2 separate regions of the Zea mays genome follow, and region 2 is linked to region 1. Evidence: chromatin contacts called from public Hi-C data. All regions are on one chromosome and are shown on one strand. The core of a region is the stretch at or near the end of the contact, and the rest is flanking DNA. Distances in the headings are between cores, read along the strand shown.

Region 1 (7,790 bases), core at 3,675-6,174:
CCCTAGCTCTGCCTCCTTGTCTTGTTGTGTTCGATTTCTCTATTTTTCTCACCTTGGATTAGATTAACCATGAGAGCATGTGTTTCTCGACAGTTGATATTGTTAGCCCACACGAGGTGTTTGATGGAATGCCCATGAGCAATGGCATGCATTGCTGCTTTTTTCAGATCGTGTGAAATTTGGACTGAAGTTGTACTGAAATGTTGGTTTGTTGAGAATGATGACAATCGAAAATGTAATGCAAAACCTATTTTAATTTCACGGCAAACAAAATTATTTATGTGGCAAGTGAAAAACATTGAATATGAAATCGGGTAACACTGTAGATATAGATGATCGAATTTAGAAGACATTGCTGGAGATGAAAAAAATATAGAGATCTGAATCGTTTAGAGGGTGCTATAAAAGACAGAGAATATTTATTTAGGGGGCGGCATCGAGGGAACGTTGCTCGAGACAACATTAGGCATGATGTGCCATACCTAGGGCCAGTTTGGTTCGCGGCTAACTGTGACACACTTTGCCTAAGGTTAGTCTTCCGAATTGAAGAACTAACCTTGAGCAGAAAAGTTAGGCAAAGTGTGACAAATTACGTAGTAAACCAAACAGGCCCCTAGTCTGGCCTCGTGGGGCCTCGCTTTTATTGAGTCTGAAGCCCCGAAGAGGTCGGGCAGGGCGGTTAATTAGGACATCTATGATTGATATTAAGTTGGAAAAATTTAAACTTACAAGTCGAGAAACTTTTGGATCTTAATAGTGCAAACCTATAACATTGCACCTCAATCTAGACCAACGACCAATGCCATTAGATTGATAATAAGTCCGGTCGTATATATTTTTATGGTAACAGGAGGGGGTGTGGACTCCCCTACTGGATAGATTAATGAATGAAAAATGTTGTTTAGACATTTTATAAGAAGGAGAATGGTGGAGAGAAAAGAGAGGAAAAAGTTACACGCCCTAGCTATCTAACCAAGATGGCACAACATTCTGAAAATGCTCCTTTGCCCTATGAATAAGCAGGTACATTTCTTTCCTAATGACTAGTCTTATTGGAGTTCTATTTAAATTTCATTTGTATTTAATAGGCTCCCATATAGATGGTTTTTTAAAGATATGATCATGTTTTTAAAAAGAGAGATCAAAAGTGAGTTTTATCTCCTTTGGCGTGATTAATAATTCTTCACGAGTCATTAAATTGTCTATGATACAGACAATAAAACATTGTATTAAATGTAGGTGCTTCATCTATGTTTTATTTTATCCTATATTAGAAATAATGTTATATAATTTTTTACTAGAAGTGATCTTAAGTAACATCCTAACACTATTTTATGGTCTGCCAACCAAAATAAATCTTAACACTGGACCAAACTCAAAACCTAAACGTGCTACTAATATTAAAGCACATACAACAACTGCAACGGGAGGTACATGGTGCACCTTTAATTCAGCACTGCGGATCGTGGCGAACATGCAGCTCCAGTGGCCAGCACCGTGCACCCGTGCTGTCATTCACCGTACGGTACATGAAGCGTGTACTCCTTCTCTGTCAAAAAAAGTTAATGTAGGTCCGTACCATTTACATTTGGTCAAAATTTTAGAAACAAAATAATATTTATATCTATAACTCTAAATTAATTTTACTATGAAATGTATTTTGTAACTAATCTAATAGTATTTATTTAATGTTGTAAATATCGACTTTTTTATTTATAATTGGTTAAATTTTATGCTAAAATATGAGATTGTGCTCAAATTGCATTCTTTATGGACTGAGGAGTACATACTTTCTTAGTTCTATAATAAATACACGCATAGAGCTTAAAATTTTATCTTAAAAAAGTATACATCTAGGAATGTAACCGTCTAAATTCTAGTTGTTTTTTACTTCTTTTCTTATAAATACAATATATATACTAATATTGATTTATTAACTCAAATTACGGAAGTATACTTATTTTTTTGGACGAGGGAGTACGCTGGTGGTAGCCTGAAAAGGGTCACGTCGCCTAGCTACTGGTAATGCGTGCACCGTCAGGCACGTAGACTTGCCTGCGCTGCACGATGCGATTACTGCGATTGCATCGGCCACTCAATCAGTTTTCCTAAAAAGTCACGGCTGGGCTGCTCAATAAAAAAAAACCTTTGACTTTTTTCACACCGCGGATCTCATAGCAGCTTTTTTTTAGCCATGACTCACAGATATTTTGGCAAAAACTATAGCTCTGCCATGCACGTACTATGCCTCTCATGTGGTTCTCCTAGCTCCATCGCAGTCGCAGCCAGACTCGCACGTTTGCCGCTTCAGGTTCGCACATATCCGGTGGTTCTCCCGGCTCCATCGCAGCCGGACTCGCACGCTTGCCATACTTCCCGTCCGGCTGACCATCTTGATGGCTCATCTTTATATCGTTAAACTTAATTTTACAGACAGTACAGTTTACAGTGTAAATATACTGTTTTGTACGGCTATATAGATAAACTGCTAGAGATAATCTAACTGGCTTTAATTTCAATCAGCTAAAGGAAATGGTGCACGTATATGTACGATGTAAGTATACTTATACTTACTACTCTTTATCGAGCAACACATCGCTACTACTAGGAGTAGTGGTACTTTCCGAAGTCCGTATTGTACGTACGGCGCAACGACAGGTCGGCAGCGGGTTTTCTGCAAGTTAGTTAGGGCAGCGACAACATGACAGGGCGCCCGTTTTTCGTAGCCAGAAAAAAGGAGAGAAAACGAGAGGCGACAACAAGTCAACATGCATGGACCTTATGCATCAACCTGCAGTGTGTATTTTGGTGGTTGCTGCTAATGTCTCTCACCAGCAAATAAAGGAGAATTCTTGCTCAAGGCCACATAAAGACGCACGTGGTTTTAGGTAGCATGCAGCTGATGCTGCCGCTGTCTGATCCGCGGCCGACGCACTCGGTAGCATCCACGATGGATGCAATGACTGTATGTGTATGGGAATGGCGGCAGCTCGCTGTCGTTTTCCAGGGAATATGTAACTGTACGTAGGACGGTAGGAGTATATTGTTAGAAAAAAGGAAACATGTGATCTTTTCCAAGAGACCGCAGTTACATATTGTGAACAGTTGTGTGTTCACAAGCACCCTTGTGCTTTGTATGTAATGGAACACATCCCTCAATAAAGAACAATCTCTGTCATTTGATTCTCTCAATCTCGTTTTCACTATATTACAACACGTTATCAGCATGTGCTCGTGCTCGCGAGAACAAAGGGAAGAAGAGATCGCTCGCTGTTGGAGAAGGTTGAAGGCATGGAGCCTACCGTTTCTCTTCGTTTTCGTCGTATGCGTGAAGTTCTTCGTATCATCGATGATGCGTTGTTGGAGACATACGCTTCTGGTCAAGCGTCGGTGATGCCGCTGGTGGTTGCACCCGCTCCACGTCGTGTCCAAGTGCACATCGTGCACTTCTACGTGATTCACGGATGGTCTGCGGTTGTGTAGTTGCCGGAGCTCGAATGTGGCCTCCCCATTTCGCTCCCATCACCGCTGGTGCCGACGGGAGACGCGAAATCGTTGGTGACTGTGCCCATTTAGATCGAGTTGGCGGCACCGCCGCCTCCTCCACCCACTGTCGCAGGACTTCGCCATCGTCGTTCTCCATCCCCACCGGAGCCGATTGCCGCCAGGACCATCACGGTGCCCATGGAGCTAAGCCAACCACCATGTATATATATTACACATGATTATAAGGTATAAAACATAAAAATACATGTGCCTTGTTGGTTAGATGGATCTATATAGTCTTTTAAAGCCAACCACCGTGGTTTATATCCCTATTTTTACATGTTTTTAGGCTTTATTGTTGTTGAAATGTGATGGGTTGTCATAGTCCCGGCGAGCCATGGGTCGGCCTGGCATAATAAACAACCTAACAGGTTGTGCCTGGGCCTCCAGTGGGCTAGCATGATATGGCCCTATATCGAAATGAGTTGGCCCATGTCTGTCCCTTTCGTGTCGTGCATCAACCGAGCTCGGGTCGAGCGAGGTGGCACGAGCCAGACTAGCATGATAAACAACACAACGACCTTTGCCCTATGTCTTGTCGGTGGCATGTGGGCCGGCATGATACGAGCCATGACCCGTAGATTGAATCGGATTAGGTTAGACCTCGTGTTGTGACTCAGCTGGGCTTGAGGGGGTCGGGCCAGGAGACCCTTTTGGACATATATATTGCACGTTGCCTTTAAAGCTTCGCTACGGAGGAAAACTGATACCGGCTGTACATCGCCAGACAGGTCGTTATCTTATGTAGGCCATAATTGTTGGAGGGGGGGGGGGTGGTGGGGGGAGCCACGTTTGAATTTGACGATGCACAGCGTGCAGTTGCAGCCGTGCTGTGCAGGTCAAAGAAAGTTTCGACGGGACTGAGAATCTGGGACTATTCATCACCCCAAAAAAGATTTCGAGGATCCTACGGTGACGCTGCTGGCAGCAACTGTAGCTTCGTCGGCTGTACGACTGTACGAGCCCACGGATCCTGGTAGACCATGGTGAAACCGAGCAAGGCGCACCACGAGACGAGATCTACAAGTACAACCCATGTACACCGGCGCCCATGCAGGTGCAGCTCTCCCGTTGCCGTCCCAAAAGCCTGTGTCCCATCAGCAGTACTGTTGGTACCTCTGGATCGTTGACCATTTAGGTATGGTGGTTAGCCAGTCAGTCGGGCCATGAAGTGCCTCGTGGCGCAAGGAAACGTTGGGCCGGCCGGATCACACGTACTGGCCGCGGCAGCACGCATGACTGCAAAAAAATGAAAAGAAAAAGAGTACCGCTCGTCTTCTCACGCGGCGACTTTCTCTGCGCGCGGTCAGGCGACCAGAGATCACGGTATAGTATAGAAGAGGGGGGCCGGGCCGGCGCGGGCAGCAGCAGCCTGCAGCCATGAGCGCGAGGTGTAGCGAGCGCGCGTCCTAGGGAGGGTCGGAGCCGCCCCCCGAGTTGCCAGCAGCAGCCGCAGAGCGGATCCAGGTCGCCCGGCGCCCCGCGTGCGTGCTCTGCTCGCTTCCAAGAGAAGACGCTACCCCAGTCCCAGTGGGCGCCCGCGAAGCCACGACCGGCAGATCTTGGCGTCATCGAATCGGCCGGCCGATCTGATCCCCCCCCTCCTCCCCGGTGACCGGCGCCGGGCGGCCGTTCTAGGTGCGTGACCCTGTTTTTCACTTTTGCCGGGCGCTGCTAGTTACCGGCTCCACGTCCTTGTCCCCTTGCACGCACCGTCGGGGGGTGGCATGTGATGTGTGCCTGCCTGCCTGCCTTGGCAGGGCGGGGCGGGAGTCGACAGTCGAGTCGCAACAACACTGCGCTTCTGAGCTGGTCGTTTGGAACATCCCGCCCCGCGCGTTTTGTTGGCTTGCACTGCACTCGGACGGGCGAGCAGAGCGCGCGCGGGGGAATCTCTCGTGATCGTGATCTGGGTCTTGGGTGTGCCCGGCCCGGGGACGCCACGCGAATGACCTGTGCGGTGCCGAGTCGTGGAGGCCCACGCGTCAGTTCCGGCGCTCGCCTCCTCCTACTAATCCGATCGCCGCTGTGTGGGGATCGCTGCTGTCTCTTTTTTTTTTACGGCTCCACATGCCATGCTAGAGGCTATCCGCACTCATTCTACTCTAAATTTCTACAAGGAATATTCTATTCTAGTCATCAACATTTTAAAATACAGTAGCCAAACTCCCGCATCCACAACTACTCTATATCTCAACTCTATATAAACTATCATATTTTTTATCAATATATATCAAAAATACCCACCGTGGGCCCCACCACACATGTCCTTTGCTTTGGCCCCAGCACCTATCGTGGGCTGCGCTCGTTCAAACTCTGGAAGTAGCGTTTACAGTAACTCAACCAGTTCACCACTGCGGCCGGTTATTCAACTCTATATTTATAGCGTGCCGTTCCCAGTAAGCCACTGCGGGCAGCCTGATCCGCGCGGACGTGGTTTTCCTCTTCGGGGCTGGACCTGCACTGCACGAGGGCCGCGCGTAAACCTCGCCGGGGCGCTGTCATCTGCTGCTGCCTAATTCCAAGCCCTCTCTTTTGCCGCCGCTCCAAAGTTTCTCGCTCCCATCTCGTGAGCTTCTCTTTCTGACGCTGGTGCAAGCCGATCTTGGCTCCAATCCGCTCGTACAATTGGCCTCCGTTTGGCAGCTCTGCCGTTCCCCTACCGAACGAGAGAGAAAAAAAGGTTTGCGTTCCTTCAAAATTCCCATCTGCAGCGGCACTCCAGTTCTTCTTCGATTCATTGCTCTGCTCCTGCTCCTACCTACGTACGTCGATGAATTCCGCCCGTTGAGGCTCCCATCTCGGCACGGTTGCCTTGCCCCCCACCCCGTTCCTTCCTTCCGCTGACCGGTTTCTTTCTTCCTTGCGTTCTTCTCGTGCGCAGAGAATCGCAGGCGCAGCATGAGGCGCGTCGTGAGGTGGCTCAGGCAGCTACTGGCTGGCAGGAAGGACGAGCGCGGAGGAGGACTCGAGGTGAGCCATGTCGGTAGCGGCTGGAGCGACGGGCCGGAGAAGGAGAAGAGGAGGTGGAGCTTCGCGAAGCAGAGGAAGAGCGGAGGCGGAGGCGCGCGGTCGTCGGGTCCGGACGCCGTCGCTCCTGCTGCCGCGGTGGAACGGTCGCAGCTGGTGGGGAGGCCAGGGGAGGACGCGAGGGCTCGAGAACACCGTGCCGCGATCGCCATCCAGAAAACCTTCAGAGGCTACCTGGTACGTAGTGCGATCGAACCGAGCTTCCAGGCTTACTCTTCTCGCTCTCTGGTTTGTTCACTCGTATCGTACGTACGCGAGGAGTATTGTTTGTTTTTTTTTTTTAAAAAATAAACTGCGCAAAAAGGTCATGAAGTATAGAAGTTTCTTTTTTGTGCAATGATGCGAACGCCTCTTTCAGTGGAATTTTTTTGCCATATCCTTCAGGACTTTTGTTTTGTTTGCTACTGTGTGGCTTGCCTATCGTGGGCGAGGCTGCTGTTGTATCATACATATGTGATGTCACTTCTGCTCCTGCTCCCTTTTTCTTTTCCATGTGGTACACAGTCGTTCTGCTATACAAAATCTGCACGTCGATCCGTCGCGCAATTGTTTACTGTGTTCTTCTGCGCCGCCGAAGACTTCACAGTACCACCAAATCCCTGTATGGCGTCAGAGCAGTTGATTTATCGCGTAGTCTGACATGAGCCTCGCTACCTAATCCGGACTCGTTTATAATATAATATACGGACGACAACAGTTTTTTTTTTGAATGAATTGGCGTAGAGGGAGAGTCTGACAATGTGTTCGAATCCTTGGTGTCAGGCTAGGAGAGCGCTCCGAGCTCTCCGGTCGCTCGTCAAGATCCAGGCGCTGGTACGGGGCTACCTGGTGAGGAAGCAGGCGACCATGACGCTGCACAGACTGCAGACGCTCATGCGGCTGCAAGCCGACTCCATCGCCGTCAAGAATGCATCGTACCGGAGATCCATGGAACAAGAAGTAACCCACATGGTTTTTTTTCTCTCTCTCTCTCGAACTTTTGCTGCATGTGATTCACGACGTTCGTGTTGATGAAGTTGCACCTCGGGGCTGGGCGCCGGCCTGGGTTCTGTTGATCTTATATATGTCGTGCTTCGTGCAGGAGAGGGTCTATGCTCGGGACGTCCAGGTGAAGCCGCTCGCGACGGCGCCGGTGCACCGCCGGATGCTGTCTGACAGCTCGGACTCCATCTACGAGCGCAGCCCGCGGATCGTGGAGATGGACACTTGCCACC
Region 2 (7,626 bases), core at 4,015-6,514, 380 kb before region 1:
GAGAGTAACTTTTGACCCTCTCTAAGTAAAGATGCAATACTCTCAAATGCTGTAAGGCAGGTTGGCTTTGTGCCTTAATGTGTTCTGTTGGCTTGTATTAGCGAAGATGTTGTCCTGCAGAACATTCTTTGAAAGAACACACCTATATGAGTTAGACTGTCTAACGTCGCAGTCTATGAGATTTGGGTGATCTCTAGTAAACTCATGAAGAGACCTTGGAGTACGACGTATATGCTCCACCCGAGAAGGGGACTACTGGTAGCCAAGTACTGGTCATGACTTCAAGTGAAACCCATTCACGCAAAACTTGCAATTCAAGGCATAGTCCATTGTCCAAGTTGTGGGTTGGTGTAACTTGGAGTTCTAGGCGGAAGTTCAACTTAACAGTCTCTGCTGAAAAACTAGTATATTAAACAGTAGTGAACAGTGGCGAAAACTGCAGATGGGCATTTGAGATCTGGTGGGGGATTGTTAGGATTTATGGGCTTGGCCCAATTAAGAATTTCTAATAATTCCAGGAAAATCTCAAAAGCCCATATAAGTGGATGGCAAAGGGATAGGTGGAACCAATAGCACCATATTGCTAGCTCTTGTGGAGTAGAGCTAGCTTAAATATGGAAGCCACACTCACTCACCAAGTCATGGATGAGAGGAGAGAGTGTGGAGAGCCACACGCGCGCGCGCTCGCTCGCCTCGCCTGGCCTGGCCTGGCCTGGCCTGGCCGGGCCGGGGCGAAGGGCGCGGGCGCACGACATGCGCGTGAATGGTCCGCCGAAATCCGGCCCCTCGCCTTGCGGGGGCGCGACTACCTTTTGCCGTTTGATTTTTTGGTTTCTTGGCTGTTACGCTTATCCTAACCGATCGCTATAAAATCTCAACAATCAATTGCGAGATTTTCGTGGGCGGATAAGCACAGGGGGTCGCGGACTTGGCCCTATAAAAGGAGCCCGGCAGCCAGCCTCCATATCATCCCAGATCCCAGTTCACTTTCGCCTCTCTTCATAGCTGAGCCGCCTTTTAGTTCCCTTCGTCCCGACCGCAGAGGTGCATCTGCGATCAGGAGAGCAGGTCTCCGGAACCCTTCGTCTTCTAGATCCTGCACCGGGAGAGGGCGAATAAGGTTTTTGGGAAGCGTCTTCACGCGACTGCTCGTGATCTGCTGACCTCGTCGACCCAGCTGATCCTGGCGCGCGCCAACAATCAGTAAGTCTAATCAGTACGCATCATCTGATTTGGCTTTTATTTCAGTTCTTCTGATTTGGTCATGATTTATATTCGGAATTTAATTTGGAATTTGTCTAATTATTCAACATTTGCTGCGTGTTCTTAAACATGGAGTACTCTTTTTATGGGGAATGTTCCGTTATTCCATTTCACTGCCCCCCATTCGAATCTATCCATACACATATTCGTTCTTTCCATCGATAACCCAGAACCAAAGATTGGTCGATGCATTTACAAAAAAAAGAAGAATAGAACTTTAAATCCCAATCACTGCATTTGCTCCGTCCGCGTTGGTGGTAATCAAAACAGCGCATGCGCAATCGCAGGGCAATGCCACGGCGGCAAGATTGGCGTCTGCTACGGCCGCAACGCCGACGACCTTCCGGCGCCAGACAAGGTGGACTAGCTGTTCCCCCGGCTCCACGCCAGGCGCGGGCAGCATGCCATGGAGTGGCGGCCAGGCGTGCCCGCCAGGCGCCAGCCAGTCATGTGAACCCCGGCCAGGATCGTCCACGCACAGATCGCCACCGACCGCGTCGCTGTCCTGGGGATAGTGTTTCTGTTTCGGCGCCTCACCGCTGCTCGCCGCGCGCGTCCTGCCAGGGAAAAAAAGATAGACGAGAGATCATGGATGCGCCTCGAAGAACCCATGCCTCGGGGGGGGGGGGGGGGGGGGGGGGGGGGGGGGGGGGGGCGGGAGTCGGGACACCTGCTACCTGCCGTCTCACGGGGGAGTGGCGGCGCGTGCAGTGACGAAGCAAAATCCAGGGTTACAAGTCGTTTTAGGACAACGCTGATCAGGATTTTGGGTGACAAGACTGCATCCAAACGTTCGGTATAGCTATAGCCCTAGGTCGTCGGATGACCTGTGGAATGCATGGCTCTAGCATATGGGGCTCTCATTTTCAGCTGTCACTGTCGTGGGAGCTCTAGTCCGAGACGCTGGTGGTTTCGGATGCCAAGTGAGTCGTCCTTAGGGCATGTACAGTGGAGAGACACCAAAACGGTTCTCCAAGCACAGGAGACAACTAAGAGACTCTATTGTACAATGGAGTGTCTATAAACGTAGTCTATTAATAAATACAGAATTAAATGTATTTGTATAGCATCAGATCGATAGAACAGACGACAAATTCGTACAGTGGGAAGTGAGGCGTCTGTTGTTACTTGGTTTACGAGCCAGAGACGTCTCTTCACGGAGAGACGGCTCTAAGATTATTTTGCAAATAACACCTAAAACACTTTAAGAGCCCCCACATTAAACACCACTGTACATGCCCTTAGATACGGAGTAGCTTCCCGCGCCCGGCGGCGGCGGCGGACGACACAGTCAGAGCCAGAGCCGCCCCCTTCTGTTCCTGAGCGCTGCCTTCACGGCATGTCCGAACCTACCCGACACGTACGAAGAGACGTCGCGGACTCGACCTCTCTCCTCCCTCTGCTGCTCAGTAGCGAACGGAGCATCCATTCCAAACCAAGCAACGTATGGAAAGATCGCGACGCGACGCAGCTCGAGTCCATAGTCCACGCCACGCGGCCAATAGGTACAACTAGCTAGCTAGCTCCTGATTTCTCCTGCGGAAACGTTCAGCGTCGCAGGCAAGTGGCGGCGGCGGCGGCTTCATCCGACGGGCCCAATCCGACAGGCAACTGTACTCTGTAGCGTGACCTTAGAGATGGCCAAACGGGCCGCCCGGCCCGGCCCGGGCCCGATGAAGCCCGGCCAAGAACCGGGCCGCGGGCCCGCCAAGAACCGGGCCGGGTCTGCTGTGCCAGCGGGCTTAATTTTCTGTCCAAGCCCGGCCCGCAGCGGGCCTAAACGGGCCGGGCACGAAAAAACGGGCCAAAAAGCGGGCTAAACAAGCCGGTAAGCACGTTTAAGTGTAAAAAAACGGGCTTAACGGACTTAGAGGTAAACGGGTCGTGCCGGGCTAGCCCGCCGTGCTTAGTTTCCTGTCCAAGCCCGCCCGCTTATTCTACCGTGCTGGGCTCGGACCGGGCCCAAAAAGCGGGCTTCGTGCCGGGCTCACGGGCCTCGTACTTTTTGGCCATCTATAGACCTTACCGGGCCGGACTGGCCCGTTCCGCAGCCAATGAGCACGGCCATTCGCCAGTCGGCGGCAGAGATCGATTCAGTTGGGCAGATGGAGCGGATCGATTTGGATTGGATTGGATTGGATGCAGCAGGTGGCGGGCGGCCGACCGGCGGCTGCTGGGAGACGGAGGTTGGGATTGGAACAGGTAGCAGGCAGGCAGGCAAGAGCTGGGCCGCCGTTATGTATTGTTATCTCTTATTGGATGCCTGTGCTGGTCAACCGAATGGATAAGGAGAAGGAGGGATGGGTATTCGGACCATGATTTGGTCGTCATACGGAGTAGTTCGGCGGATTGGAGCCAGATCGTGATTCTTCATGACCAGTGACGTGCCGACGGCGAATGTAGCTCGCTGCCTTTCTCTTACGTCTTACACATGCAGCGCGCCAGAAGAGAAGATGATGAAGCGACGAGGATTTGTACTACTTTTTATTTTATTTTTTTTTTAAAAAAAAAACTAGTTACATGCTGTTGCGTTATATCGAGGTCATGGTTCTCTAGAGACACGTGAGCTTCGAGATCGAAATCGAATAGGACGCAGACGTGTAAAACTTTTTAATAGACAACGATTCGTATCAGATACGGACGCATCGACCAAAATTTAGGTGACTCCGTTAGATTCATATATTTGTAACGTGATGGATAACTAATAACGTTAAATTATGTCTATTTAATTTCAACCGTAGTTTGATACCATACTAAAAATTGATACAGTATATTCAAATTTGTTATCGTCGATACTTAAGTTTAAGTGTAAATTATTACGATTATCATTTACGTCATATTTCGTGAACCAAACGGAACCCTAGTATCATCAGACAAAATAATGACGTCAGTGCTTTTCAGACCCAGAGAAATGAAATTTGGAGTCTTTCTCCATCAGAAACTCATAGAGCTGCAGACGATTAGAGAAAGTGGAAAACAAGGCGGCGTGGCGGCCAGGGCCGGAATCACTTCACATTAGTGGCCTGGTAGCATATGCGGACCTCGCGCTTCTATGCTAAGGCCCAACCCGACCACACTTTGGTAATTTGCTGGGCCGCAGCCCACGCTCCTATCTGTCCCTATTTTCTCATTTTCTGCCATAGTGTCAGCGAAGGAGTTATAGAGCTGTTTATGTACTGGAACATTGCAACAAGTGAACGATACGATGCTGCTAGAAGAGTGAAGTTCATTTTTTTTAAAAAAAAAAACTATGTCCTAGATTTTTACTTTCAGATGACATATAGATAGAGACGCCCAAAAATAAAATAATCATTCTGTACAAAAATATAATTCTTTTCAGCTCTTTTTTTTCACATTGGAACGTGATGATAATAAATATAGATATACATATAAATTATGTTTATAAATTAATTAATGAATGTATATTTAGTCGAAATTAAATTATATTTTAGGACGGAGTCAGTAAATAACAAGATTTCAAATTTGGCTTTGGAAACAAAAGAGCTGCATTGAGCATGTTCGACCAAAGCGCAACTTCAGTACTAAGCCGTAGCCACAACGACAAAGCTTTCTCCTCTCACGGAGTGCTGTACCGATGCGTACTCCAGCGACTGACATGTGGGTCACTTTGCGTTCGTGTGGTCCTGGCCTATGCGACAACTTCCCACTTCCCTACCAGCAGACATTCCTCGCCCCCGTTTTTCCTGTGCCCTCGTCGTTCCGTTTCTCCACTGTTCCTTTCCGGACTTGAGCCGGCCTTGTTTGAACGCCCTCAGCTCCATTTCATAGCCACCGGCTGGCGTCCGCTCCCGCAACAGCCGTCACGCACTTCAATCCAGCAGCCTCTGCTCTGCCTGCGTCGCAGCCAGTGGCTCAGCGGCTGCGCCCGTGCCTGTCACGTCTTGTCCTCAATCTCTCTCTCTCTCTCTCAATCCTCACCTCTCCGGCTCTCTTTCTCCTCCCCAGTCCCCAACGGTGAGGCCCCCGCCGCGCAGCCCATCGACGCATTGCCGCTGCAAGCGCGGACACCGAGGGCTAGAAGCGGCGGCGGTGCCAGGGTTCGGCGCTCGGTCGGCAATGGCGAGGCGGCTTATGCTGGCGCTCCCTGTGCTCCTCTTCTTATTGCTCGTCGGTGAGTTGCTAGTGGCTTGTTGTTATTGAGAATGTTACGATCCTTCAGTTGCGTGCTTGTTTTAGTGTTGTTAGCAACGCGTGGACGGCGAGATGCCTTGCTTGCTCGACGAAAAGTACACGATTCGACTCTTCTTGCTCTTTGGTCTGGATGTTTTTTGCTGCGTGTTCTTAAACATGGAGTACTCTTTTTATGGGGAATGTTCCGTTCCATTTCACTGCCCCCATTCGAATCTATCCATACACATATTCGTTCTTTCCATTGATAACCCAGAACCAAAGATTGGTCGATGCATTTAAAAAAAAAGAAAAAAAGAAAAAAGAAGAGAACTTTAAATCCCAATCACTGCATTTGCTCCGTTCGCGTTGGTGGTGGTAATCAAAACAGCGCATGCGCAATCGCAGGGCAATGCCACGGCGGCAAGATTGGCGTCTGCTACGGCCGCAACGCCGACGACCTTCCGGCGCCAGACAAGGTGGCGCAGCTAATCCAGCAGCAGTCCATCAAGTACGTGCGCATCTACGACACCAACATCGACGTCATCAAGGCATTCGCCAACACCGGCGTCGAGCTCATGGTCGGCGTCCCCAACTCCGACCTCCTCGCCTTCGCGCAGTACCAGTCCAACGTCGACACATGGCTCAAGAACAGCATCCTCCCATACTACCCGGACACCATGATCACCTACATCACCGTCGGCGCCGAGGTCACCGAGAGCCCCACCAACGTCTCAGCCCTCGTCGTGCCAGCCATGCGCAATGTGCACACCGCGCTCAAGAAGGCCGGCCTGCACAAGAAGATCACCATCTCCAGCACCCACTCGCTCGGGATACTGTCCCGGTCGTTCCCGCCGTCTGCTGGGGCGTTCAACAGCAGCTACGCCTACTTCTTGAAGCCTATGCTCCAGTTCCTTGTGGAGAATCAGGCGCCGTTCATGGTGGATTTGTACCCCTACTATGCGTACCAGAACTCGCGGAGCAATGTGTCCCTCAACTACGCGCTGTTCTCGCCAGAGTCTCAGGATGTGATTGACCCAAACACTGGACTGGTTTACACTAACATGTTCGACGCCCAGGTCGATTCCATCTTCTTTGCGCTCATGGCTCTGAACTTCAAGACTTTGAAGATCATGATCACTGAGTCAGGGTGGCCAAACAAAGGGGCGGTCAAGGAGACTGGAGCCACACCAGACAATGCTCAGACCTACAATACCAATTTGATACGCCATGTTGTTAATGACAGCGGCACACCGGCGAAACCAGGGGAAGAGATTGATGTCTACATATTTTCATTGTTCAATGAGAACAGGAAACCTGGCATCGAGTCGGAGAGGAACTGGGGACTGTTTTTTCCTGATAAGAGCTCTATCTACAGCCTTGATTGGACGGGCCGAGGCAATGTGGATGTTATGACTGGAGCAAACATTACAAGTGCTAATGGTACCTGGTGTATTGCTTCAACTAATGCTTCAGAAACTGATCTGCAGAATGCCCTCAACTGGGCATGTGGTCCAGGCAACGTAGATTGTTCTGCCATTCAGCCAAGCCAACCCTGCTACCAGCCGGACACTTTAGCTTCCCATGCTTCGTATGCATTCAATAGCTACTACCAGCAAAATGGAGCCAACGTTGTGGCCTGTGACTTTGGAGGTGCCGGAATACGAACGACGAAAGATCCAAGTAAGAGTCCCATCCTTTTTTACTGTTATAGTGTTATGATAATCATGATGCTGTGCATGGTTTCATGATAACATCCATGTGCATATATTCAGGTTATGGATTATGTCTTTAGTTGATGTTGGAGTTATATACATAGGTTGCTCATATGGTATGATGGTTGCAGCATTTACTAGTACTCCCTTTCTTCTTCGTTCCAAATCGTAAAACATTTTGCCTTTCTAGATATGATGCATTACTAAAAAGCTATATATCTAGAAAGCCAAAAAAATTTACAATTTGGAATGAGTAACTAATTTCATGTTGATGAGGTGCCTTTTGCTATTATATATATATATATATATATATATATATATATATATATATATATATATATATATATATATATATATATATATATATATATATATATATATATATATATATATGTCTGAGAGAACAGTAGCCTACTTGCAATTGTGACTTTGCCTTCTGAGCCTGTGATTTTCTGTTTCTCCCCATTGCAATTTGCATAGATCATTGTGATTCTGAATACAGGCATAAGCAGTGTCTGTT

Evidence for each region. A called contact is a pair of places that touch in the nucleus more often than the background predicts.
Region 2: a contact with region 1 is called in a Hi-C map of ear, with 2.2 times the contacts expected there. The contact joins the promoter of LOC100278152 here to the promoter of LOC100381442 in region 1. A contact is called at or near these places in 2 of 25 Hi-C or Micro-C datasets (ear and tassel).

The regions. Positions count from the first base shown.
Region 1 is chr3:204,419,337-204,427,126 of Zm-B73-REFERENCE-NAM-5.0, reverse strand. It overlaps LOC100381442 (calmodulin binding protein), which reads left to right and starts at 4,924. Exons shown (of 4, transcript NM_001174281.1): 1 at 4,924-5,184; 2 at 6,431-6,753; 3 at 7,339-7,527; 4 at 7,658-7,790. The coding sequence starts at 6,448.
Region 2 is chr3:204,802,000-204,809,625 of Zm-B73-REFERENCE-NAM-5.0, reverse strand. It overlaps LOC100278152, which reads left to right and starts at 5,264. Exons shown (of 4, transcript NM_001320344.1): 1 at 5,264-5,395; 2 at 5,800-7,074. The coding sequence starts at 5,341. LOC118476742 (a long non-coding RNA gene) reads right to left here and starts at 2,147. Exons shown (of 2, transcript XR_004857350.1): 1 at 1,941-2,147; 2 at 1,269-1,820.